Regions from separate parts of the Mus musculus genome. Here all the other regions are linked to region 6. The links are chromatin contacts, called in public HiCAR-type, HiChIP or PLAC-seq and promoter capture Hi-C maps. All regions are on one chromosome and are shown on one strand. The core of a region is the stretch at or near the end of the contact, and the rest is flanking DNA. Distances in the headings are between cores, read along the strand shown.

What was found. HiCAR-type assays count read pairs that join an accessible place to other places. HiChIP or PLAC-seq counts read pairs in DNA pulled down with a chosen protein or histone mark. Capture Hi-C pulls out chosen DNA fragments and counts their contacts.
Region 1: a contact with region 6 is called in a promoter capture Hi-C map of adipose tissue, with 2.9 times the contacts expected there. The contact joins the promoter of C430042M11Rik here to the promoter of Dync2li1 in region 6. A contact is called at or near these places in 2 of 39 promoter capture datasets (the 3T3-L1 cell line and hippocampal neurons), 3 of 484 Hi-C or Micro-C datasets (the N1E-115 cell line, double positive thymocytes and nephron progenitors), 5 of 115 datasets of contacts at active chromatin or transcription factors (T-cell acute lymphoblastic leukemia, bone marrow-derived macrophages, craniofacial prominence and 2 more) and 1 of 9 other capture datasets (adipose tissue).
Region 2: a contact with region 6 is called in a promoter capture Hi-C map of adipose tissue, with 2.9 times the contacts expected there. The contact joins the promoter of 1810073O08Rik here to the promoter of Dync2li1 in region 6. A contact is called at or near these places in 10 of 39 promoter capture datasets (the 3T3-L1 cell line, 3T3-L1-derived adipocytes, hippocampal neurons and 5 more), 2 of 115 datasets of contacts at active chromatin or transcription factors (bone marrow-derived macrophages and memory CD8 T cells) and 2 of 9 other capture datasets (adipose tissue and liver).
Region 3: a contact with region 6 is called in a FOXA1 HiChIP or PLAC-seq map of pancreatic cancer cells. The contact joins the enhancer-like site here to the promoter of Dync2li1 in region 6. A contact is called at or near these places in 2 of 39 promoter capture datasets (the C10 cell line and liver), 1 of 115 datasets of contacts at active chromatin or transcription factors (pancreatic cancer cells) and 2 of 9 other capture datasets (embryonic stem cells and liver).
Region 4: a contact with region 6 is called in a HiCAR-type map of astrocytes, with 3 times the contacts expected there. The contact joins the promoter of Kcng3 here to the promoter of Dync2li1 in region 6. A contact is called at or near these places in 1 of 39 promoter capture datasets (liver) and 1 of 115 datasets of contacts at active chromatin or transcription factors (astrocytes).
Region 5: a contact with region 6 is called in a FOXA1 HiChIP or PLAC-seq map of pancreatic cancer cells. The contact joins the enhancer-like site here to the promoter of Dync2li1 in region 6. A contact is called at or near these places in 8 of 39 promoter capture datasets (the 3T3-L1 cell line, 3T3-L1-derived adipocytes, hippocampal neurons and 4 more), 2 of 484 Hi-C or Micro-C datasets (the N1E-115 cell line and cerebral cortex), 5 of 115 datasets of contacts at active chromatin or transcription factors (T-cell acute lymphoblastic leukemia, acute myeloid leukemia, bone marrow-derived macrophages and 2 more) and 3 of 9 other capture datasets (adipose tissue, embryonic stem cells and liver).

Annotation. Positions count from the first base shown.
Region 1 is chr17:83,852,942-83,856,654 of GRCm38.p6, reverse strand. C430042M11Rik (RIKEN cDNA C430042M11 gene) reads left to right here and starts at 2,237. Exons shown (of 2, transcript NR_155491.1): 1 at 2,237-2,439; 2 at 3,681-3,713.
Region 2 is chr17:83,916,655-83,920,150 of GRCm38.p6, reverse strand. 1810073O08Rik (RIKEN cDNA 1810073O08 gene) reads right to left here and starts at 2,217. Exons shown (of 2, transcript NR_166916.2): 1 at 2,047-2,217; 2 at 1-229.
Region 3 is chr17:83,977,599-83,981,222 of GRCm38.p6, reverse strand. No RefSeq gene overlaps it. Among named protein-coding and RNA genes, the nearest start is that of Gm35457, 15 kb to the right of the region's middle. Within about 2 kb of position 1,787, at least 64 of the 459 cell types and tissues checked have an H3K27ac peak or open chromatin away from gene starts, as enhancers often do. A contact at or near this core is called in pancreatic cancer cells, where this site is marked.
Region 4 is chr17:83,630,188-83,634,056 of GRCm38.p6, reverse strand. It overlaps Kcng3 (potassium voltage-gated channel, subfamily G, member 3), which reads left to right and starts at 2,162. Exons shown (of 2, transcript NM_153512.1): 1 at 2,162-3,094. The coding sequence starts at 2,439.
Region 5 is chr17:83,883,786-83,887,370 of GRCm38.p6, reverse strand. No RefSeq gene overlaps it. Among named protein-coding and RNA genes, the nearest start is that of Gm35125, 11 kb to the right of the region's middle. Within about 2 kb of position 2,125, at least 33 of the 459 cell types and tissues checked have an H3K27ac peak or open chromatin away from gene starts, as enhancers often do. A contact at or near this core is called in 3T3-L1-derived adipocytes and pancreatic cancer cells, where this site is marked.
Region 6 is chr17:84,624,154-84,627,884 of GRCm38.p6, reverse strand. Dync2li1 (dynein cytoplasmic 2 light intermediate chain 1) reads right to left here and starts at 1,410. Exons shown (of 13, transcript NM_172256.2): 1 at 1,309-1,410. The coding sequence starts at 1,316. It overlaps Gm26066 (a small nuclear RNA gene), which reads right to left and starts at 3,479; the gene lies at 3,375-3,479.

The DNA.
Region 1 (3,713 bases), core at 988-3,487, 770 kb after region 6:
TTTAAATTTCTTCTGTTCATTTAGATTCTTTGATGTGTCTGGGTCTTTTCCTCGGATTTATGTGAAATTCTTTTAGTATTACTTACTAGTAGAATATATGGTGGGTGTGTGGGGGTATGTGGTGTGTGTGTGTGTGTGTGTGTGTGAGAGAGAGAGAGAGAGAGAGAGAGAGAGAGAGAGAGAGGGAGGGAGAGAGAGAGAGAGACTAAATAACTTTGGGCATCTCATAGATATTCTCAGTTTTCTTCATTGTAGGTAACAAATATAAATTCATCCACAACACTTGAGCCACAAAAAAATGTCAGTGTTGACACTCCTCAGGGTGCCTTGGACCCCAGGATTCCACACACATTTACTCTTATCAAGATCATTTGGAACCATGTCATGAAGAGTCAGGAATGATAGAATATGGGGGTGGGGGATGTTCTGGAGCGATGGCTCAGTGGTTGAACACACTTGCTGTTCTAGTAGAGGATCAGGGTTCAGTTCCCAGCACCATGATGGCTCACAACCATCTGCAACTCCAGTCCCAAGGGATTTGATGAGGAAACTGGGCAGGCAAGTAGTGTACATCCATGCATGAAGGCAAAACACTTACATATAAGATAGATAGATAGATAGATAGATAGATAGATAGATAGATAGATAGATAGATAGATAATAGATAGATAGATAGATAGATAGATAGATAATAGATAGATGATAGATAGATGATAGGTAGATAGATAATAGATAGATGGATAGATAGATGGATAAATAGATGGATGAATAGTTAGATAATAGATAGATAGATAGATAGATAGATAGATGATAGATAGATAGATAGATAGATAGATAGTAGATAGATAGATAGATGATGATGATGATAGATAGATAGATAGATAGATAGATGATAGATAGATAGATAGATAGATAGATAGATAGATAGATGGTAGATAGATAGATAGATGATAGATGATGATGATGATAGATAGATAGATAGATAGATAGATAGATAGATAGATAGATAGATAAATCGATCGATAGATAGTGTCCCCTATCACTCTTGACAGGATGTTTCTGGTCTATACTATTGCTTTGCTTTGAAATAAAACTCCTTTGCTTCTTTGCAATTTGTTTCTGCCTTTATTTTAGTTTTCTTGAATAAAAGTCTGGGAACCTGGAAACACCAGATCCAAGCAACGTCTGCTGGTTACTACTGGTTTTGTCCCAGTAATGGGTGCAAGTATGGACATTTGAGCCTCTCGTGGCCAGCACACACATCTGGTTCTCCCTTCATGGCAGTTTGATCTCCCAGAAACATGGGGAGAATTGCCTAAGTCTTTTGAGGTTTGGTCTTTTGCTGTGTATTGTAGGGCTAAGTGCAAGCCCCTAAGACCTGGTTCCCTGAGAGAAAGTCTGAGTGTAGACCCAGTGACTTTGCACCCAAGTTATTTCTCATTGGTAAATAAAGATGCTGACAACCAATAGTTGGACAGAAGAGACATAGGTGGGGTTTAGGATTCCAGGACTGGGGGTCTGAGGAAAACCATGAGGGAGAAGAAGGTGAAGGAGGGAGAGAGAAGCCATGGGTTCTCGAGGGAGAACCTGAGGGCTGACCAATTGGAGTTAAGAGCAGCATAGATGAAACATAGTAAATAATAACTTGGGGTTATTGATAGGAAGGTAGATTCTAATAGCATAGAGGGTAGGTATCTGCCCAGCTCTTGTGCTGATTAAGGCTTATTGTAAATATAAAGGTTGTGTGTCTTTTATCCAGGAACTGAATGATCAAGGTGATAGAGAAACCCCAGATTGGGATTAAAAAATTTCAACAACATATGTCTGGTAGGAAGAATGGAAGGATGCTGCTAACATGACTCAACCCGCTCTGCAGCCCCCACAGCAGAGCAAGCAAGCACCTGCAGCACTGGAGACAGGGCGTGGTCCTAAGGAAACGCTACGTGTAACCAGCTGTCCTCAGCCACCAGGAATAGGACGTGTGTTAGTCACTTTTCTCCTCGCTGTCACACAAAACCTGACATGAGCAACATTCAGGCTGGGTCTCCTCAGTTACACCTCCTGCAAATATCCTTTAGCTACTGTGGTGGTCTGAATGAAGATGGCCCACATAGGCCCATACGGAGTGCCACTAAAGAGGTGTGGCCTTGTTGGAGTGGGTGTGGCTTTGCTGGAGGATGCGCGTCACTAGGGGGCGGGTCTGAGGAGCTCAAGCTGGGGCTTAGTGGCTCAAGGTCTCTTCCTGATGCCTTCGGATCTGGATATAGAATGCTCTCCTCCTCTCAAGCACCAGGTCTGCCTACACACGGCTGTGCTTCCCACCATGATGATAATGAACTAAACCCCTGAAACTAAGCCAGCCCAGAGTATGTTTTCCATCATGAGAGCTGCCATGGTCATGGGGTCTCTTCACAGCAAGAGAACCCCTGACTCAGACAGGTATCTTGTTATATGAGCCTTTAACTTTCCCCTTAGCTGAACGGGTTTTCTTTGCTTGTTTTTCTGTCTTGTTTCATTTTTATATTCCTAAGATTTATTTAGTTATGAGCGTTTGCTTGCATGTATGTTTTGTTCACTGTGTGTGTGTATGTGGTGCCATTAAAAGCCAGAAGAGGGCATCAGATCCACTGGAACTGGAGGTACAGGCAATTGTGAGCTGCCATGTGGATACTGGGAACCAAACCTTGGCCCTCTACAAGAGTAGCAAGTGCTCTCAGTGGCTGAGCCATCTCTCTAGACGTGTGTCTTTGAATTGTTTAAATTACACTTTTATTTAGTGGGGGGAGGGGTGTACTTGCTTGTCACCTAGCATATAAATCCTCAGCATCCCATAAGCTCCCGGTTAATTGGAGTCTCCGTTACTTGCAGGTGTGAGGAGGATCTTGATAGGTTAGAGAAGAAGAAACCTATGTCTTCTACCTGAACTCTTTAAAAAAAAAAAAAAAGACAAGACCCAAGGCTGAGGAGATGGCTCAGTGGTTAGGAACACTGGCTGCTCTTCCAGTTTCAATTCCCAGCACCCACATGGCAGCTCGAAACAGTCTGTAATTCCAGGGGATCTGACACCCTCATATGGACATACATGTAGGCAAAACACCAACGAACATAAGATAAATAAGTCTTTAAAAAAAATACAGCTCTGACAACACCTGGATTTTCACCTTCGAGCCCCATTCAGGCTTCAAAACTAAAGATGATAGATTGGTGTATGTGGCAGGACATCGGGTTGCTTTGTCTTGTCTTGTCTCTCGGGACTGGGGATTAAATCAAAGGCATTATGAATAATAGCCAAGTGTTCTATCTCTGAGCTATATCCCCTGCCTTTTTGTTTTGTTTTGTTTTGTTTTTTGTTTTTTGAGACAGGGTTTCTCTGTGTAGCCCTGGCTGTCCTGGAACTCACTCTGTAGACCAGGCTGGCCTCAAACTCAGAAATCCGCCTGCCTCTGCCTCCCAAGTGCTAGGATTAAAGGCATCCCCTGCCATTTTAAATAAAAAATATATACATTTATCTAATTTGGTTTTTTATTTTTGCCCCACGGAGTGAGTTTGGAGGTGAGATGACGATTGTGAGGAATCAGCTCTCTCTTTCCATCACTGCGGATCCCAGGGAAGGACGTTAGGTCGTCAGCTCAGTGACAAGCGTCTGTACCTCTAATCCATCTCGACCCTGCCCTTTGCAGTAGCCATGTCTGTTTGTCAACTTGATGATACCC
Region 2 (3,496 bases), core at 968-3,467, 710 kb after region 6:
AGAGGAAGCAGCGGGAGCAGAGATAGGGTAGTCTCTGTATGCAGGCTGGCAACCATCATGGGAGCTGGCTTTCCTCTTCATACCTCCACTGGTACCGAGCTCCAAAGCTCTGCAGACTTCTTGTAACTCCTTTCATTTGTAGTTCTTCTGCCATGTCTGGGGTATGATTTATCTCACAGATACTAGAGACTTGGTCCCCAATGCAACGCTATTAGAAGGATGGTCGAACCTTCAAGAAAGAAATAATTGAGTTATGAAAATGCCACCCTCAGAAGGAATGCCTACCCCAAGAGAGTGGGCTAGCTCATCGTGGGAAAAAAACTAGTTCCGTGTGTGACACTCACAGCCCCTATTTGTGCTCCCACCAGGTGATGTCATCCGCCATATTGTTACAGAACACTGTCATCCAGAAGCCACATGGAGTGGGCTACTTGATCATGGTGTCTGAGCTTCCCAAACTGTAAGCAAAATAAACCTCTTTATATTATAATTATCCCACCTCAGGTATTTTGTCATAGAAACATACAACAGACTAAGATGGGGCTAGAGAGATGGGTTAGCAGCTAAGAGCAGGCATACTGCTTATATAGAGGACCCAAGTTCAGTTTCCAGCACCCACCTATGGTAGCTCACACCATGTATAATTCCAGCTAGTTCCTAAGGATCTATACTCTATTCTGGACTCTGCAGGCACCTGCCCTCATACATATAGCTATGCATGCATGTGTGCGCTCTCTCGAGTGTGTATACACACACACACACACATAATTGTACACATAATCAAAAATGAAAATAAATCTTAAAAAAGGATATATCCTTTTTCATTGCATTTATTTATACATACACACATATATGCATATACATATATTTCTAAAGTGTGTATATACACATATATATGTGCACACATGCACATGCGTAGAGGACTGTTTTCAGGATCTGGTTCTCTCCTTCCACCATATGGGTCCTAGGGATTGAACCCGGGTCACCAGGCTCAGTGATATCTCCCTGAACTATGATATATTCTAAGAAACAAAAATCATGAACCAGACAGTAGAAAAAGATGTTCGGTTAGCCTCCAGGAACTCTATATTCACAGCTGTTATGGCCTGAACCCAGACCGTGCCAACTCCGCATGGTACCGTCTAGCAGACTGGAGTGAGGTCTAACCTCAACTTGCACCCAGGATGAATGAGAACAGTGGGAGGGGCATGGGGGTGAAGTTCCTGCCCTGGGTCTTCGGCTGCCTAAGGTCTTGTTTTGCTTCTTTGAGGAGACCTGCTCCTCCCTCCCTCAGCCTTAGTGTCTCTGTTCCAGGGCAGTACCAATTCTAAGACCTTGATTAATTCTTAAGGAATATTCCAAAACTATCATCTAAGAGTCAAGACCCTGGGTTCAAGATCTGGGATGACTGGAGTATCAAGTTAGGAAGACTGGCCAGAGCAGATCAGCTCCAGAATAATAGAGCTATGAGCCCCAGACCAGCCAAAGCTGACGGCACTGAGCAGGACTTCACTGGTCTTCCGCTCAGGAAAACCCCATTCTGCCCTTAGCCAGCAGGAGAAAGAAAACAGGAAACACATGTTCTTAAAGGGACGCTGTGCACCTAGACTCAAGATGCCCTCCAGGGAGTCTGTGCCCTACATGGGGGCTTCTTACCCAGCCTGGGGAACCTGCCCTGATCGGCCCTTGAAGAAGAGAAACATTTGTCAAACTTATACAAAAAACACCAAAACTGTAGGCAGGATATTTGTAGTCTTACTAATTCCTGTGCAACCTTGAGCAAGGGGGCTCAGCCTCTCTGGGCCTGTGTTCTCTCTCTCTCTCTCTCTCTCTCTCTCTCTCTCTCTCTTTTCTCTGCTTCACACACCTCACTGGCTTTGCAACTATAAAGTATCACACACATAAAAACAAGTAGGAATGCCAGCGAGTCTTCCCATGCTCCCCACCGCTCCCCGTGCTCCCCTCCATTCCCCGTGCTCCCCACCCCTTCCTGCAAGTTCTAAGTTCCAGGATGCCTCCTCCAATTGCCCCAGAGGAGTGACTCACCCATGATGGCCCCTCTGGCATTCATCCTTTGCTTCTTCTCCTGTCAGGAGCTTGGCATCCTTCTCATCAGGTGTCTGGTCATCCTGTCATAAACTCAGAAACACCTTGAGGTCTGGCAGCCTGGCTACTCTTCATGTCCCTCCTTTTGGCAGCAGGTGTGTAAGAAGCCCTGGCTAGAGGTACAAGGCCTGGGTGAGAGAAAGCACGTTGTGACGTGCCTGAGCTCCACCCACATCTCTTCCTTTGATCCAGTTCTGACTGATGGGGACTTTTGGACTTGACCATCACAGTTGCTGGGCCCAGGTCACCGAGCCCAGAGGAGAGCAACCTGAAGTGGACTCTAGGGTCTCTTAGAGGAGACTTGGGAGGCACTCAGAATGCCTGAAGTTTTAAGAGGATAATGTGTGTACCAGCTCGTTGAGGGTGTCCACCTGTGCCCTCCATTTCCCCTCAGGAACATCCATGGTTTTTCCTTTTAAAACCGGGCCTGGGACCAATAACCTACCAAGCATCTTAAAGAAGGGCTAAGAATGGCTGGGCAGTGGCGGTGCATGCCTTTAATGTCAGCACTCAGGCAGAGACAGGGGCAGGGGCAGGGGCAGGGACAGGGGCAGGGGCAGAGGCAGAGGCAGGTGGGTCTCTTTGAGTTTGAGAGCAGCCTCATCTATAGAACATGTTCCAGGAGAGCCAGGGCTACACAGAGAAACTCTGTCTCAAGCAAACAAACAAACACAAACGAGGAGAGCTAAAAGGCCTCCTGAGGAGGGAGCATCCTGGGCTATGGGCTCAGCTCTATGAGCAGAGCAGAGCAGCTAAAAGCATGGAGATGGGTGGGTGTGAGCCTGGTCCTCACCGTGAGAACAAAATCTAAGCGGTAGATGGTAGCACCCAGGCCGAGGAGACAAGATGAGCTTGCGCCTCCTGTCTCTCTCTCTCCTGTGTGCCTGCTGACTGCAGAGGACTCTGAGCCATCCCATAAGGAGAGCAGAGTCATTGAGAGTCTGGGCCCCTGAGGCAGCACACAGACAGCCTCCTCCCAGCCAGGAGCCCACCCCAGGCGGTTCAGTCAGGGAAATGTGAGGATCTGTTTGTTTTACCAGCAAACATTACAGTGAGGCGAGTACTTAATGGGGGCAAGACTGCAGGAAAAACGGCCCGACGCTTCTAGTATCTTCTGGCCCACCTCCAACGTGGGCTTTGGAGTGTGGTCAGGTTCCCTCACTCAACCCTGATGTCATAAGTGTGCTATGTCAGAAACACAGATGAATGCGTTGGAGTCCTTTCACGATGTCAGCATGTGTTGAGTAACAAGAAATCTACAAGGTACAGCTGCTCCACTGGCAGAATGTCAGCAAGTAGCCTCGCTTGCCTTGATAGCTCTGGCCAAGGCAAACACCGTTTCTTTTTATTATAATCTTAACTGCTAATATTAACTCTCAGATCATACATC
Region 3 (3,624 bases), core at 538-3,037, 650 kb after region 6:
TCCTACTTTCTTCTGTCCAGTGTTATATTGCAGCATCAAGAAAAGCTCACCCAAAAGAGAACTAAACCACTCAGGCCTGAGAAGCAGCCCCAAGTCCCTGAACTTCAACTCACCTCCTTACAACTCTACAAAGATTGTGTGCCCCCAATCCCAGAACCTCAGGTCCTCATCCAGAAAAGGGTGTGATTGGTTTTAGTTGCCAGGCATGACACAAGGGCATTGTATTGGATCATTTAACCCCATCCTGACTGGTTCTGCCTGTGGGTGCCGAAACAGTGCAGCCGGGGGCATGCTAACTGACAGCGTCCAGCAGCATCCAAAGAGGGTACACTATCAAGTCACTCACTATGGGTGGGATGAAAGTTCTCAAACGTCCAAGGAGTAGACACCGAGAACACTGTTTCCAGAATCAACAGGATGTAGTCTGGATGAGGCTGTCCCCTTACCTGAACATTGAAGAAACAGCATCGTTTGAGGCTGGGGACATGTTGGATGAAGGGGTTCTCGTGTATCCTTCAGTACCATGTCTGATCATAGCAGGTGCTCTAAGTAGGAGGCGGGCAATCAGAGGACAGGCTCTCAAGGAATTGCTGGGGAGAAGCTCTGATATCCACGGGGAGGGAAAAGCTTGCATGTTCTAGACACCCTATCCTTCTGAGCAGGAAGTAGAGAAATGTGACTGCATGACCCTATTAGTTCACATTTATGTTAGGACATTCTGGAAGTTTCCAAATGAAGCTGGGAAGGATGGGGCGGTCGTGAAACTTTGGAAACTATACTTCTGCATATAGTTCAGATTCACCACCCACAGGAGGGTATTGCCGGTCCCACACCCAAATTCTACATTACCATTGAAACCATGTGCTAAAATCTGCTCTGAGCATCACCTTTCTCCTCTAGATGAGGTGGTGGCACGTGCCCCAACTGCTCATGGATGCTGGCTGGGTAAGAGCTCTGAGAGGTGAGCATTTGTGTGCCCAGAGAAATAAAAAGAGGCTGGGAGGAGGAGGAAAGGGGTGGGGTGAGGAGGATGTGAGGGACAGAGGTGAAGAAGAGGGCAAGATGAGAGAGGGCATGGATGATGCAGACATCAAAGAAGAGGGTGTGGGGCAGCTTTCCAGACTTCTGTCTCCTGAAAGGGGCAGAATGGGAGGCTCACTGGGCCACTGACCTAGGACCTCAGACTTGGTCAAATCACTCATGTCAACTGGTTCCCAACCCCCTCGTCTCTTTCCCCAAATACCCTGGTCTAAAGCAAACCCTTGAGCCTGCCAAGCATTCTAAGGATGGGGTTGGAGTGCTTACAGGTGGGTGGGGCCTCAACTGTCACTTCTGACACCTATTTGGTGCTCTTAGGAACAAGGGGGTCCTAGCATGTGAGATGGAGGAAACACTTGGAAGACAAAGGCCCAGCAAAAGGCAGTGGGTAAACAGATAACACCAAGGAGGGAACAAGGGCCCCAGGATCAGGGAAAAGAGAGAGGACCTAGCTTGTGATTCTCTGTAATAATAATTCTGATGTAGATATTCGTTGCCACTCTTAAGAAGAAACCGAGGCTTAGAGTGTGGGTGAATCAGACGGCTACCTGGTATGACCCCACCTGACCACCACCCCATTCTGTCTCCTTCCTTGGCTCGGGACTGGCCCCCAGTCGGTACAGCCTGTTTCCAGCGGCTAAGTGGAAATGGCTGTGACTTAGCTCACAGCTCCCTGTTGCTGATGCTGGTGCTCACTGGTCATTGCTCCGGGCTGGGCTTCTACACTAATTAGATGCCTAGAGGCTGTGGGCAGACTGGGAGGGCTGGCCTTGGGAATCCCCCTGGACTCCACACCCCACAAACTCCAGAAGCTCACAGCTGAAAGAATGAAAGCGCTTTTCATGGAATTCCAACAGGAAAACCACAAGAACATTCCTGCTGCTGAGATCCAGCTGAGAGCTGGAAGCCATATGCCCTGCGGAGGAGGCTGGGCATCGAGTGGGAGAGGGGTTGGATGGAGGGCTCATCCCATTCCCCAGGGTGATCCAAAAAAAAATTCCCCGACCTCTGACCTCCCTGGAGTTTAGCCTCCTGATGGGGGCAGGTTGTTTCAGAGGCAGAAAGTACACTTCCCAGTCTTGCTGTCTGCTCACAGTTGGCTACCCTGTCCAGGGCACATTCCCTCTGGTTCCTCGTCTTTCAGTGGCAGCTGCTGCGTCTCCTGCTCCACCATTGGTCTTGCTAATAAGACAGTATGAGGACATGGAGCACAGGAAAGACTCACTCTTGAGGCTATAGGGATGGGCTCAGTGGGTAAAATGGCTTCTGTACACATGTGAGGGTCTGCATTTGGATCCCAGTGCCCACAAAAGATGCCAAGTCCGTGATCCCCACAGTAGGGAGGCAAAGGTTGGCAATTCCTGGGGCTTGCTGGCCAGCCAGTCTACAGTCTAACTGGATTGGTGAGCTCCAGCTTCAGTGACAGATGTTGCCTGCCTCAAATATATATATACACACATATGTATATATATACACACACATATATATCCATATATATATACACACATATATATCCATATATAACCATATATAAACCACATATATAAAAAACCATATATATAACCATATATATATAAAACCATATATATATATAACCATATATATATAGTAGAGAGTGATTGAGGAAGGCAGGCAAATATCTTATGCTGATCTCCGGCCCTTACACGCCCATGCATATACACACAGATGTGCTCATGCTCACTGCACACAAGCTTATGAGTGTGCATGCCCAGAAGGCCATACTCCGGAACTTAGTTGCCTCTCCAAACAGATGTCTTCAGCAGTCGTGACTGGAGACATATACCACACATCTGTATCCTGGGCTCTCGTGATGTGCCTGCTCTCTGGCTGAAGGGTGAGCACAGCCCAGTTAGAGGAGCCCAGAGGCCTCCACCAGGAAGCACCGTGACAGTATGAAGGTGCTGAAAGGGAAACGTCGTCGAGCTGCCCGCACGAGCAAGCCATGGTTCAGCGCTAGCAAGCTGGTGAGAAGTTTCTAAAAATATTGGTAAAGCCAGCTGTGGAGGGGACATTCACCTCAGAATCAGCAAATGTCACCCAATACAATAGCTGAGAAGAGGGCCCGCTTTCCTCTGCTGGACGAGCGGCTCTTGCTTTCTGTCTGTGAATGTTCTCAGAAGCAGAGCACATTTAGCCCTGGAGGGGCAAATAAGAAACTAGCTGGATGGGCCACCATAAGACAGAGCCTTGCAGGGCGAGAGATAATCGTTAGCAGTTTCCTAGCGTCTTCCGGGATGTGTGATCTAAATTAAGGTCCTTATGGTTCAGGCTGAGTCTGTGCCACAGCCTTTCCTTCCTTCCTGAGGGTTTTCTGTGCGGCCACAGGAAGTCCCGGCTGGAAGACTCTGTTCCTTATTGTTCACCTGCCAGTCTGCCTCCATGTTTTCTGGCCAACGGCCCCTGACCCCCCAAAGGCGGGAGGACACCTTTCTCTCTCTCCCCCATACTCTCTCTCCCCCATACTGAGAATCTTGCAGTGGCTCCCTGCTCCTCTCCTGGTGTTCCAGATGGTCCCACCCCGACCCATGGCTGTCTTCTGTCTTATCCGTGCTCACGCTCAGCATT
Region 4 (3,869 bases), core at 913-3,412, 990 kb after region 6:
ATCAACTAAGAGTGTTACGTTAGAAACAAAGAAAATGATTTAAACCTATCTAGCCGATAAATATGAAAATATAACTTATGAAGCCTACGCTGCATTGTCACCAAATAATCTGTTTTCTAAGTTCAAATTTAATTTAAAAAGAGATATTTCTCTAAATGCTTCCAACAGCAGACTGCAAAGGGTTTTTTTTTTTTTTTTTGCATAGAGAACACAGGAAATAAATATAGTAATGTTCAAATCACCAACACAATGGCTGTTCTGTTGCTTGTTGCTTTTAGAATATTTTTAACAACTTGCTGGTGAATTGGCTCTTGCTGGTGTGAAGCCAGGCTGGTAGCTGGTTCTCACCTGCTTTTATTTATTTATTTATTTATTTATTTATTTATTCCTCTGGTCACTGTGTCCTATCCATTACTAAGACCTGCTAGATACTGGGCTGGGTTTCTCATAACTGGCTTTCATTTTTACTGACACGAGGTTAGGGCTTCTATTCCTGGCTTGCTGAAAGAGCCTTTTCCTTAGAATAACCCACGGGGCAGAGCGTCTTCCTAAACTAAGGCTTTCATCTAGCCACTTCTGTTATTAAAGCTTCAGGGATCCCATTGCAGATAGCCCGGCATGGACACAGGTCTTAGAACTCCCGTTGTTCCAGCCAGACAAATGCATTAGCTTTCTTTACAGTCGCTAATCTTTCACATCTGGCATTTGCTCCCCCGGAGTCCCTGGCTCCTTCTGCCAGCACCTCCTTCCATTCCGTATTGAATTCACTTCCTTCAGGATGTTTTCCTTGCTTAGTAGCTACTTAGCAGATAAATAACTCTTGTTTTTGAGCTTTTAATCACATTAAGTGCTTAAAAAAAAATGATCCAAGTCTAGGGATAAACAGCTTATGGAGATTTTCATTCTCTAAGAACCACCCAGGGTGACTTTGTCAGAAAGAGAACTCAAATTTGCAGGCGGCTGTTTTCACTAACATCTATCCGAGAAGCAGAGCAAATGACTCCTTATGGTGACCTCTAGCGGGCACGGGGCAGTCCTACAAAATTAGGAAAGTGGAGGGGGAAAGCAAAACCCTTCCCCAGGTACTCCATGGTCACAGGAGCCCATCTCACCCCTCCACCCTCCCTATTCATTTTTATTTCCAGGGTTTGTTTTGCATCTAACGCCGTCTCCCTTATATATAACTCACCTGTTTCTTGCCTTTGACGGGCTGGGTTGCCGGTGTCGGATGTGTAAACTGCTGTTTAAAATAATGCCTGCCAAGTCGAACCCCACTCCACCAAGCCTTAACCCTGCCTCTGCATTTGAAGGCCGGTGCCGCAGTCGCACGGGGGTGCTACGGGGAGGGAAGGAGTGGACATCGAGATAGCATGAAAAGGAGAATGCAAGATCGAGGCAATAAGACATTCTGGTCTTGCCAGTGAAAGAAAATTCTCTCCAGACTGCTACCCGACTCCACCGGAGGCATCGTGAGAGCGGTGTAGGCGCCTTCTTAGGACCCCAAGGCTGGGAAAGATGGGGGACTAGGGCGAGTCCGTTGGCCCATGGCATCCCTCAGGGAGCAGGGGGTGGGGAGAGCTTGGTGCGCGGCCGCCTTCGGAGCGCACGGCACGTGGGGTGCCCCACGCGCGGAGAGGAAGCGCAAAGTCTGCAGGCAAAGCCGCGACTGGGTTGCCTGCTTTGAGAAATCCTTTGGGGCGGCCTTAGAAGCCGACCAGGGTTTCCAACAGTCTCTGGCAAAGGCTCATCCAGACGCCGTCTGCTCCCTACTTCAAACCTCGCACCTTGGTCCTCACCTCAGCACCCCTCCTTCCCTCCTGTCTCCTCCCTTCGGGGGACTCTTTAAAGGAGCCTGGGGGAGGTGTGTCCATCATCCGGATGGCCCCGGGGCTCCCCGCAGCTCGCATCACGCCCTGCGCACCCCTCCCGGCCACTGCGGGCGGGGGCGCACGGCGTCACGAGGCGGGGAGCCCGAGGTCCGGGGCGGGGCGCCGGGGAATCCCAGCCGGAGCGAGCCGGGAGGTGCGGGCGCGGGCGGGCAAGGAGGTGCGCGCGGAGGGAGCGGAGCGCGCGGAGCCGGCGGGCGAGGAGGAGGACGGCGAGGGAGGCCCCGCCCCCGCCTCCCGGAGCCCGCTCCTCGCCGCCGGAGCCGGCTCACTTTGCCTTTCGCCTCTGGACGGCGGCGGGGCTGCGTGCGCCGGGGACCGGGCAGACCTGCCCACGGTGCCTCGGCTAACGTTCGCCCTCTGGGAGACCGGCGCCACCTGGAGCTGCGGCCAGCCACCCGGATTCGGGAGGGCGAACCCGGGAGCGAGGGGCGGCGGCACTGACACCGCGGGGGACGCGGGCGGTGCGGGGCGCGAGCCCCGGGGGAGCTCGGGCCCCGACGGCGCGGCCTCCCCGTGCGCGCGGCGGGCAGGCCCCCGGGGCGGCCAGCCATGACCTTCGGGCGCGGCGGGGCGGCCTCGGTGGTGCTGAACGTGGGCGGCGCCCGGTACTCGCTGTCCCGGGAGCTGCTCAAGGACTTCCCGCTGCGCCGCGTGAGCCGGCTGCACGGCTGCCGCTCGGAGCGCGACGTGCTCGAAGTGTGCGACGACTACGACCGGGAGCGCAACGAGTACTTCTTCGACCGACACTCGGAGGCCTTCGGCTTCATCCTGCTGTACGTGCGCGGCCACGGGAAGCTGCGCTTCGCGCCGCGGATGTGCGAGCTCTCCTTCTACAACGAGATGATCTACTGGGGCCTGGAGGGTGCGCACCTGGAGTACTGCTGCCAGCGCCGCCTAGACGACCGCATGTCCGACACCCACACCTTTCACGCGGCAGACGAGCTGGGCCGCGAGCAGCCTCGTCCCGCCGGACCCGAGGCGGCCCCCTCCCGGCGCTGGCTGGAGCGCATGCGGCGGACCTTCGAGGAGCCCACGTCGTCGCTGGCCGCGCAGATCCTGGCCAGCGTGTCCGTGGTGTTCGTGATCGTGTCCATGGTGGTGCTGTGCGCCAGCACGCTGCCCGACTGGCGTGCGGCGGTTGCTGACAACCGCAGTCTGGATGACCGGAGCAGGTACTCCGCCAGCCCTGGGAGGGAACCCTCCGGGTAGGACGCACTGCTTTTTTTGCCCGTCCAGTCCGTCCAGTCCCGTCTATCCGTGCCGTCCGTCCGTCCGGTCTCCGTCCTGTCTGCCTGGCAGCTCAGCTAGGCTTTTTTCCTGCCCCAGGAGGTCCCTGGCGCTCCAGCCGAGGGGTGTGAGGAATCTATGGGTCCCCAACCCCGCCCCCTTTTCACAGGCGCAGCCTGTGGTTGTGCTTGGGTCTCACCTTTTAGAGTAAAACCTCCAGGCTTTGTGTTTTAGTTCTGACCAAATAGCAACCTGCTAATTAGATTTTCCAAACTTTTATTGCTAACACGCAATAATTTGCACGATGATTCAGTTTGAGCTAAGAGCTCTTTGAAATATGTGCCAGTACTGGTGGTGTTTGAAAAGATGAAGTCTCATTTCGGTGAAATGTGGTCTGCTTCAGTGCCCACACATTCTGCACACCCTGCTCCCGGCGTAATGTGTGCTGGGATGGAATCCGTATTATAAAGGAGGCTAATTTAGTGATAGACTCTGAATAATGGGTGCCTGTGCCCTTTTTCCTCTCTCCTTTCCGAGCAAGTGTGGACCTAGCAAATTCCTCTCCTCTGTGTGGCATTAAGGATTTGGAGTTTCATTCAGAGGGTCTTCAGTGTGGAGAAGAAAACAAAAACAGCTATTACCTTGGGAGAGAAGAAAAAGCGAAACTTCCCCAAACCCAGAAACAGGATTCGGTCATTGAAGTGTCTTCCCGCCTCCCCCCACTTTACTAGGATGAAAAGAAAACACTTTAAT
Region 5 (3,585 bases), core at 876-3,375, 740 kb after region 6:
CCGGGGAAATGGCATGCTCTCCAGATGGCCAAGCCTGTTCCAGGTCAATGAGAAACCAGTCTCAAAAATAAGAAAAGGCAGATGGTGTCTAATGAATGAAACCTAAGGTTTCTGTACACCCCTGCCACATGAACACAGACATGCTCACACAAAACAACATGATTGAATCACATACACACAGGTATGCTCACAACATGGTTGAACCTGTGCTTTTTAGAGTCTAGGGTGACAAGGTTTTGTTGAACCATCCTTATTTAAGGAGAACAGAAAAGGAAAAATATTTGAAGGGGAAGAAGGAAGGGAGGCACATCGGAAGGTGCAAGGACCGTTGCTCAGGCCAGGGCCAAGAGGCAGACCCCACAGAAGATGGCCTAGTCCAACAGGAGTGTCTTGGCCCAAGGTGTGGCCCACACACATCCATAAACTCCACGAGAACAGGCTGAGGCCAGCCTCACTGCTGGCAAGCATCAAGGCCTAATAGCCCAGGCGGGCAGCTCGAAGACATGCCTTAGCAGCCGCTCTCCCTACCCTCCCCAGGGAGAGTTTTCATCAGAGTTCATGAAGCCTTGGGAGTGTATATCACTAGGGACTTAGGCTCATGGGGGGGTCAGTGGAAAGTGACCTGAGGACTAAACCCACTTCTGAGGACCTTGCCCTTATGGAGGGACTCCTGTGTGGCATGAATACCCAGGAGAGGCTGAGAGACCATTGCTGAGGGCCTCCGTGCATGAGGACCTCTTGGGAGCTCTGTGGGAGGCTGGCTGCCGGTGGCTTGGCAGAATTGGTTTGTTTGGTTTTCATTGTAGACATTTCTACATTGCACAGTCATGGTGGTAAAATTCTTAGGAGCTGTCCTTGGGGGATCTTTGAGGGTACCCAGACCAGAGTAGGTGAAAAGCTGTGCTGAGAAAGCCCTCTTAGACTGGCTATGTCAACCATTCGTGTCTGCTGTACTGAAATCACCACAGCACCAAGGGAGCCATGATCAGCTTCAGGTCGCAGAGAACTTTGGGAAGACGGTGCCCACCACTTGACCTACTTGAGAAATCTGGCCCAAGGGACCCAGGAGCAACATTTCAGAAATGGTTCTTACAATGTATAGTTGCCCGACTCCCTTCTTTGGAGGAAATGCATCCCTGCCCCACACACACATAGAATCTAGGACTGACACAAACACTCTGGAAAACCAATTTGAGCCTTAGTTCTCCACCCTTGGACTGTCCAGTCCTGAGAATCAACATATGCCCTTTTGATTCAAGCTTGTTTGAATTGGTCTTTGGTCACTCATAGCTAAAAATGTCCGTAGCTAAAATTTATACGTGGATAATAAGTGAAATATGCTTCCCCCAGACGTGGCCAACCCACATGTGCTGTGGAATAGCTCTGGATGAGGCCCAACACACAATCATAACCTTACATAAAACATTATGAGATATTCGGTGCTTTTTTTTCTTTTTTGTAATTCAATTGTGTGGTTCTTGAGTGTGATTTTGTAGACAGTGTTGTGTCGCAATGTCAAAAGGTTGCCCATGCCTGCAAGTTTTAGCCAAAGAACAAAATCAAAATAAGAATGTTTTCCCAGAAGCAGAGGCTCATAGACCTCTGGGGGGAAAAGCAAAGAGATGTGGACAGGAAGGCTGGGAACTATAGGCAAAAGAAACCCCACTCTGCTCCCTACAATGGAGAGGGCCCACATCTCACACATAGGTGCCCACGTGCACACACACATGCACAAGCACACTTGGAACATGAAGAGTACATGGATCCTTCCTTGTCTCCCTTGGAATCCAACCCTCATCATCGGTAAACATGGTCTCCGGCTCTAAGCATCCTCTCTCATGACTGACACGTGAGTCCTAGAGTCAACAGGAGACAGAGTCTGCATGTTATGTGAGCCTTGAATTAAGCTGACTCCTACATGAAAGATAGTAGGACAGACTAAATGGGGTAAGAGAAAAAACCAAAACAAAACAGATGTGCTTATCAGTCGAGTCCTTTCTCGTAAATAGTGTGAGTGTAATAGCACTATCCCGTGATAGTAACAAGCACACATTTTGTTCCAGGGCGACTGGCAGATTAGCACAGTGCTTGCTACATTTGTGAATCACAGGTATGGAACGTTTTCCAGGATACATAATTTATGATTCACCTACATTTGCACATATGCATCTTGGTATGCAAATGCATGAAGCGTGAGACTGACTCTTTACTTTGGCAACTAACCAGACATGGAAGAACACCACTACAGCGAGTGATTCACCGATATACGAATGTCAACTAAGATATCACTAAGACTTCAAAACTCAAGCTTAAAGTTAGCCTCGCTTAAACATTTATTTTTATATGTGTTTGATGAAATGTACCAGTTTTAAAATTTTGATGGATCCGTGTGTGGTTTGAATGTAGGATGGACTCCGTAAGCTTGTGTGTTTGAACTCTTGGTCCCCAGCTCATAGGACTGTCTTGGAAGGCTATGGAAGCCTCAGGATACGGATCCTTGAAAAAGTGGGTCACGTAGGCACATAATGAGGTTCTGTAGCTCAGCCCCTGTCTCCTCTTTGCCTCCTGACTGTGAATGCCAAGTGACCAGCTGCCTCACCTTCCTGTCATGGTGCCTCACCAGCCATGATGGATTACAGCCCATCTGAGAGCCTGAGCCAAAAGAAACCCTTCCTTCCTTATGTCACTGTGTCGGGCATTTTGTCACAGAAGTGAGGAGAACAACTAATACGATAATTTTAAAAGACATTTTTATTAGTTATTTATTCACCTATGAATTTTGGGTCTGTGTATGTACATTCCCATGCACACTGCAGCATTCATGTAGGTCAAAGGACATCTTGCAAGAGTCAGGTCTCTCCTTACACCTTGTGCATTCTGGGGATCAAACTCAGGTCCCCAAGCTTGGTGGAAAACTCAGTTACTTGCTGAGCCATCTCAGTGGCTCTAAAGACAGTACTTTTAATATTTGCATGAGAAGGTCAGGGTAGATGGCTCTCTGAGTAAAGTGCTTCCTGCCCAAGTATGCAAGCCTGACTTCCATCCCCAGCATCCAGATAAAAGCCAGGCGTAGCACAGCTGTGGGCACCTGTAACCCCTGCAATAGAGAGGGAAAGCTGGGACTTCCTGTGATTTACTGATCTACCAGTTGCACCAAGTCAGCAAGCTCCAGGTTCAGTGAGAGATCCTATCTCAAAAACATTATGTGGGACTGACCGAGACAGGCACCCAACAAGACCCTCATGCATACATGTGCACACCTATACAAGCATACACACAAACAAACGTTTTTACCTGAGAAGCAATCTTAAATGTAGACCTTTTTACAGCGTACCCAGCTATTTTAAAATTAAAATAGGTGAACTTTCTGCGTGCTGATTCTTTGCTTCTGTATAATAAAAGCCAAACCTTAGTGGCTTACAATAACTTACTTGGCTTTCACCGTCCTGGCCTGAAAGCCAAGTGCAGACCTGACAGCATGGGATATCCAAGATGGCAGCACCTTCATCCTCTTTCTCCTGCCTCAGATGGATGGACGGAGCAAAGGGGTATATGTAAGCAGATCTGCTTTCACCGTGTGGCCTA
Region 6 (3,731 bases), core at 161-2,660:
TCTAGGGACCCGCCTGTCTCCACCCCTCCTCCTAAGTCCCGAGTTTACAGACATGGGTCCCGCACCTTAGGTTTACCAGCTCAGGTCCTCATGCTTGAACATCAAGGACTTTATGCACTGGGCCATCTTCCAGCCCTCACCAAGTATTTGTTGAGCAACTAATGCATGCAAGCCTCTATGCTAATCCTCTAGTTCAAATCTATTGTCTCTGAAATGTCAATAAAAAAAAAAAAGAATATCTGCTTTGGGGGCCACAGTGATTGTTACATTGTCACTGTTCATTTAGTTTTAAACCACAAAAGCTATTGATGGCCTATAATTATTACCAGACTAGAACCTGAATCAGGGCTGGTGATAAAGTCTAAGCCGTTACCGTGCCTGCTCAATTCCCAGAACCCCACAAACAAAACGGGAGTGTTTTAAAATGTCAAAACAGGAAGACAAAGTCAAAATCGAAATCCCGAATGATCTGAACTCTTATTTCACAGGCCGAGGATTCTGCTTGCTCTGTTTACACACCAGTCCCCCAAAATATGGTTCTCTGTTTCTCAAGTACCCAGGGAAAGGAAAGGGTTCTTCAATCTGCCAAAACCCAAACAAAGAAACAAAACCCCCGCACTCACAGTTTCACTACAGTAACCTAAGCTGACTCAATTCCAGCCCGGAACTTCATAAACTCTACCGCAGCTTGTGCCTCTGATCCACAAAGTGGATCATACTGCGCCCTGGTGGACCCTTGGCCCTCTCCCTGACATCTTTGTAGGCCATTCGGAGGGAGGTTCGGGTACTTTAAAGGAACCTGGTAGAGATAAATGTTCAAGTGTATTTCATAAGCCATCAAGACCCCCAACTCTGCGCCTTCAAGGAGATGTTACACTTTCCTCCAAGGTACAGAAGCCCTGTGACACCAGGCAGGGGCCCCTGGGGAGAAGGCTCTGTGGTCTGGTTCACCACCATGCCCTGGCCCGCAACAGCATGTGGCTATCTGAAACACTTCACTGCAATCAGCGAATGGATGGAGTTGAAGATCTTTTCAAGTCGCTTTTTTTTCTAGTTTGTGACAGAATCCTCAAGTTATAGGTCGGGGGGGGGCGGGGAGCGGGGAGGGAGGGAGGGGTTGAGGGGGTTGAGTAGGAGGGTGGGATAGGGATGGAGGGTGGTGACAGCGAGGTACTACTGCTCCGACCAGCTCCGCATCGCCCACAGCGCCAGGGCTGGGTACCTCTGCTCCAACCTTCCGTATCCCTTCCCTATTCTGGTGGGAAAGAGGGCAGGTCGTGAGAGCCCCGCAGGCCGGTTCAGCAATACCTGGGCATGGTGGCTGCGCCGCCCCAGAGTTCCTGGGCTCCGCGTGAGGAACAACCCTGACCCAGGCAGGCTGCAAACACCTAGTTGGGCCAGAGAATGCAGGCTCCTCGGTTGCCATGGCAACGACGTCACGGCCGAGGTTGCGTCCCAAAGAGCAGCCTCATGGGAAGTGTAGTTCTCCACCTTCGGCTTACTTCTCCGTATTCAGCATCAAGCCCTAGGATGCCAGATGATATGGTGAGCATGCTTGTGCATCTGGAATGAAAATGTTGGGGGCTTGAAGGTTTTGTTTGTTTTTGTTTTTGTTTTTAGTTATACGGAGTGCAGACTGCATGCCAGGAGCCTCTGCTCTCTTATCGTTACTTTTTTCCTCTAGTGCCATGATTTGGAAGCTGAAACAATGTTGGGCAGTTACCTAATAAAACATAGGAGGAAAAAATTTCAACTGTTAAAATCAAAACAAGGAACAAGGTGTGCAAACTTTTTGCCCAGTTTTCTCCTCCTCCTCCTCCTCCTCCTCCTCCTCCTCCTCCTTCTTCTTCTTCCCCCTCCCCCTCCCCCTCCCCCTCCCCCTTCTTCTTCTTCTTCTTCTTCTTCTTCTTCTTCTTCTTCTTCTTCTTCGACAGGGTTTCTCTGTGTAGCCCTGGCTGTTCTGGAGCTCACTCTGTAGACCAGGCTGGCCTCGAACTCAGAAATCTGCCTGCCTCTGCCTTCCAAGTGCTGGGATTAAAGGCATGTACCACCACTGCCCAGCTTTGTCCAGTTTTCTGAACATTTGGATGTATGATGTTTTATGAAGCAGTGGATTTATTAATAAGTCAATGAAGTATGTGTTCTCCTACATACTTAATTTGTTTTATGCAGGAGGGCTTATATTTGTTTGAACTTTGTGGGCTCTTTATACATAGGCAGGAATCCCCACAAACTTATATAGAGTATTGCTCTGGGCAATACAGAGTAAGACATGAGATACAAACCCTTTTAAAATAGATGGACACAGCTAATTGTAATCATAACTCAGGGAAAGCAAGCTATTGTAGGAAAGGTACAAAGTGACCACAGCTGAAGCAGTTGACAAAGCATTCATGACAGGCTTGCTATTTGACCTGTTCTGAATGTTGAATAGACCCAGGTCCCAGATCCCTGAATGTCTGAAGGAAATTCTCTCCAAGCCTTTGGGTTCAGTTTCTATGGTGGGACGTATAAGAACATTGGGGTTTGGAATAAGATGAGCTGAGATTCAGTTCCTAGCATGCAGAAGGTTGAATGAATCCAAGGTCTCCTGCAAGCCAGGCAGGTGCCTTGCACCACGAGTTACCACCTCAGCCCTATTGGCAGATTTGAATGTAGAGACAGAAGGAGTATATTCCTGGAAATGAAGCAAAGTGTAGGAAAGAGTCAGGTCAGAAGGTCTGAGGCGAAGGTGTTCAGTGGAGGAAGGACGTTTTCAAAGACAGCCGAACACTCCTCACTCATTGCCCTCTGCGCTCTGGTGCTAGCCAGCCGGTGGCCTGTGAACTCCTGTTACTGTAATGACTTGGGATTCTGGGTTTACAATCTGTTCCTGGGTTTAGCATGCTGTTTAGGAAGTCAGGTAGGTATTAACAACCATTGTGATAACAGTTACGGTGGCTAATGTCATTTCCTAGGCACGACTTGCCAGGTACCTCTTCAAGGCTGTAACTGTTTTGGTTAACCAGGAGAGACGGTTGGAGGAGGGAGTTTGGTAAACGGGAAAGATCAAGGGCAGTGCTTCTCAACCTGTGGGTCGTGACTCCTGTGGGAGGTCAAACGGCCCTTTCACAGGAGTCACATGTCAGATATCCTGCATACCAGACATTCACATCATGGTTCATAACAGATGCAAAGTCAGTTATGAAGTAGCAACAAAATAATTTTTTTCCATTTATTCACTTTACATCCGGATCCCAGCTGCCCCTCTCCTCTCAGTGCCCCCCCCCCACTCCTCCCTCCCTCCATCCTTCCCTTTCTCTTCTGGGTACAGCAAGGCCCCCTTGGGTACCAGACCACCCCGGTGCATCAAGTCACTGCAGGACTGGACACAGAAAAATATGGAATGTTTCACGAAGTTTCACATCATCCTTGTGCATGGGCCATGCTAACCTTCCCTGTATCATTCGTATTTTAGGATATGCACCTCCGAAGCAAGCATGCGATGAAATAATTTTATGTAGGGGTCACCACAACATGAGGAGCTGTATTAAAGGGGGGCACGGAACAGGAAGGTTGAGAACCACTGATCAAGGGTTATCTGTCTGAGCCCTGGTCATCTGCATGAACTCAAGGTGGACTCAGTTGATCTGATTGGGCAGCTGAGTTTTGTCTTCCTCCTTTAATTGCACTGAGGTTTCATAGTTGAACAAAGAAAGTGACCTTTCTTCCTGTACAGATGGAAATCATTC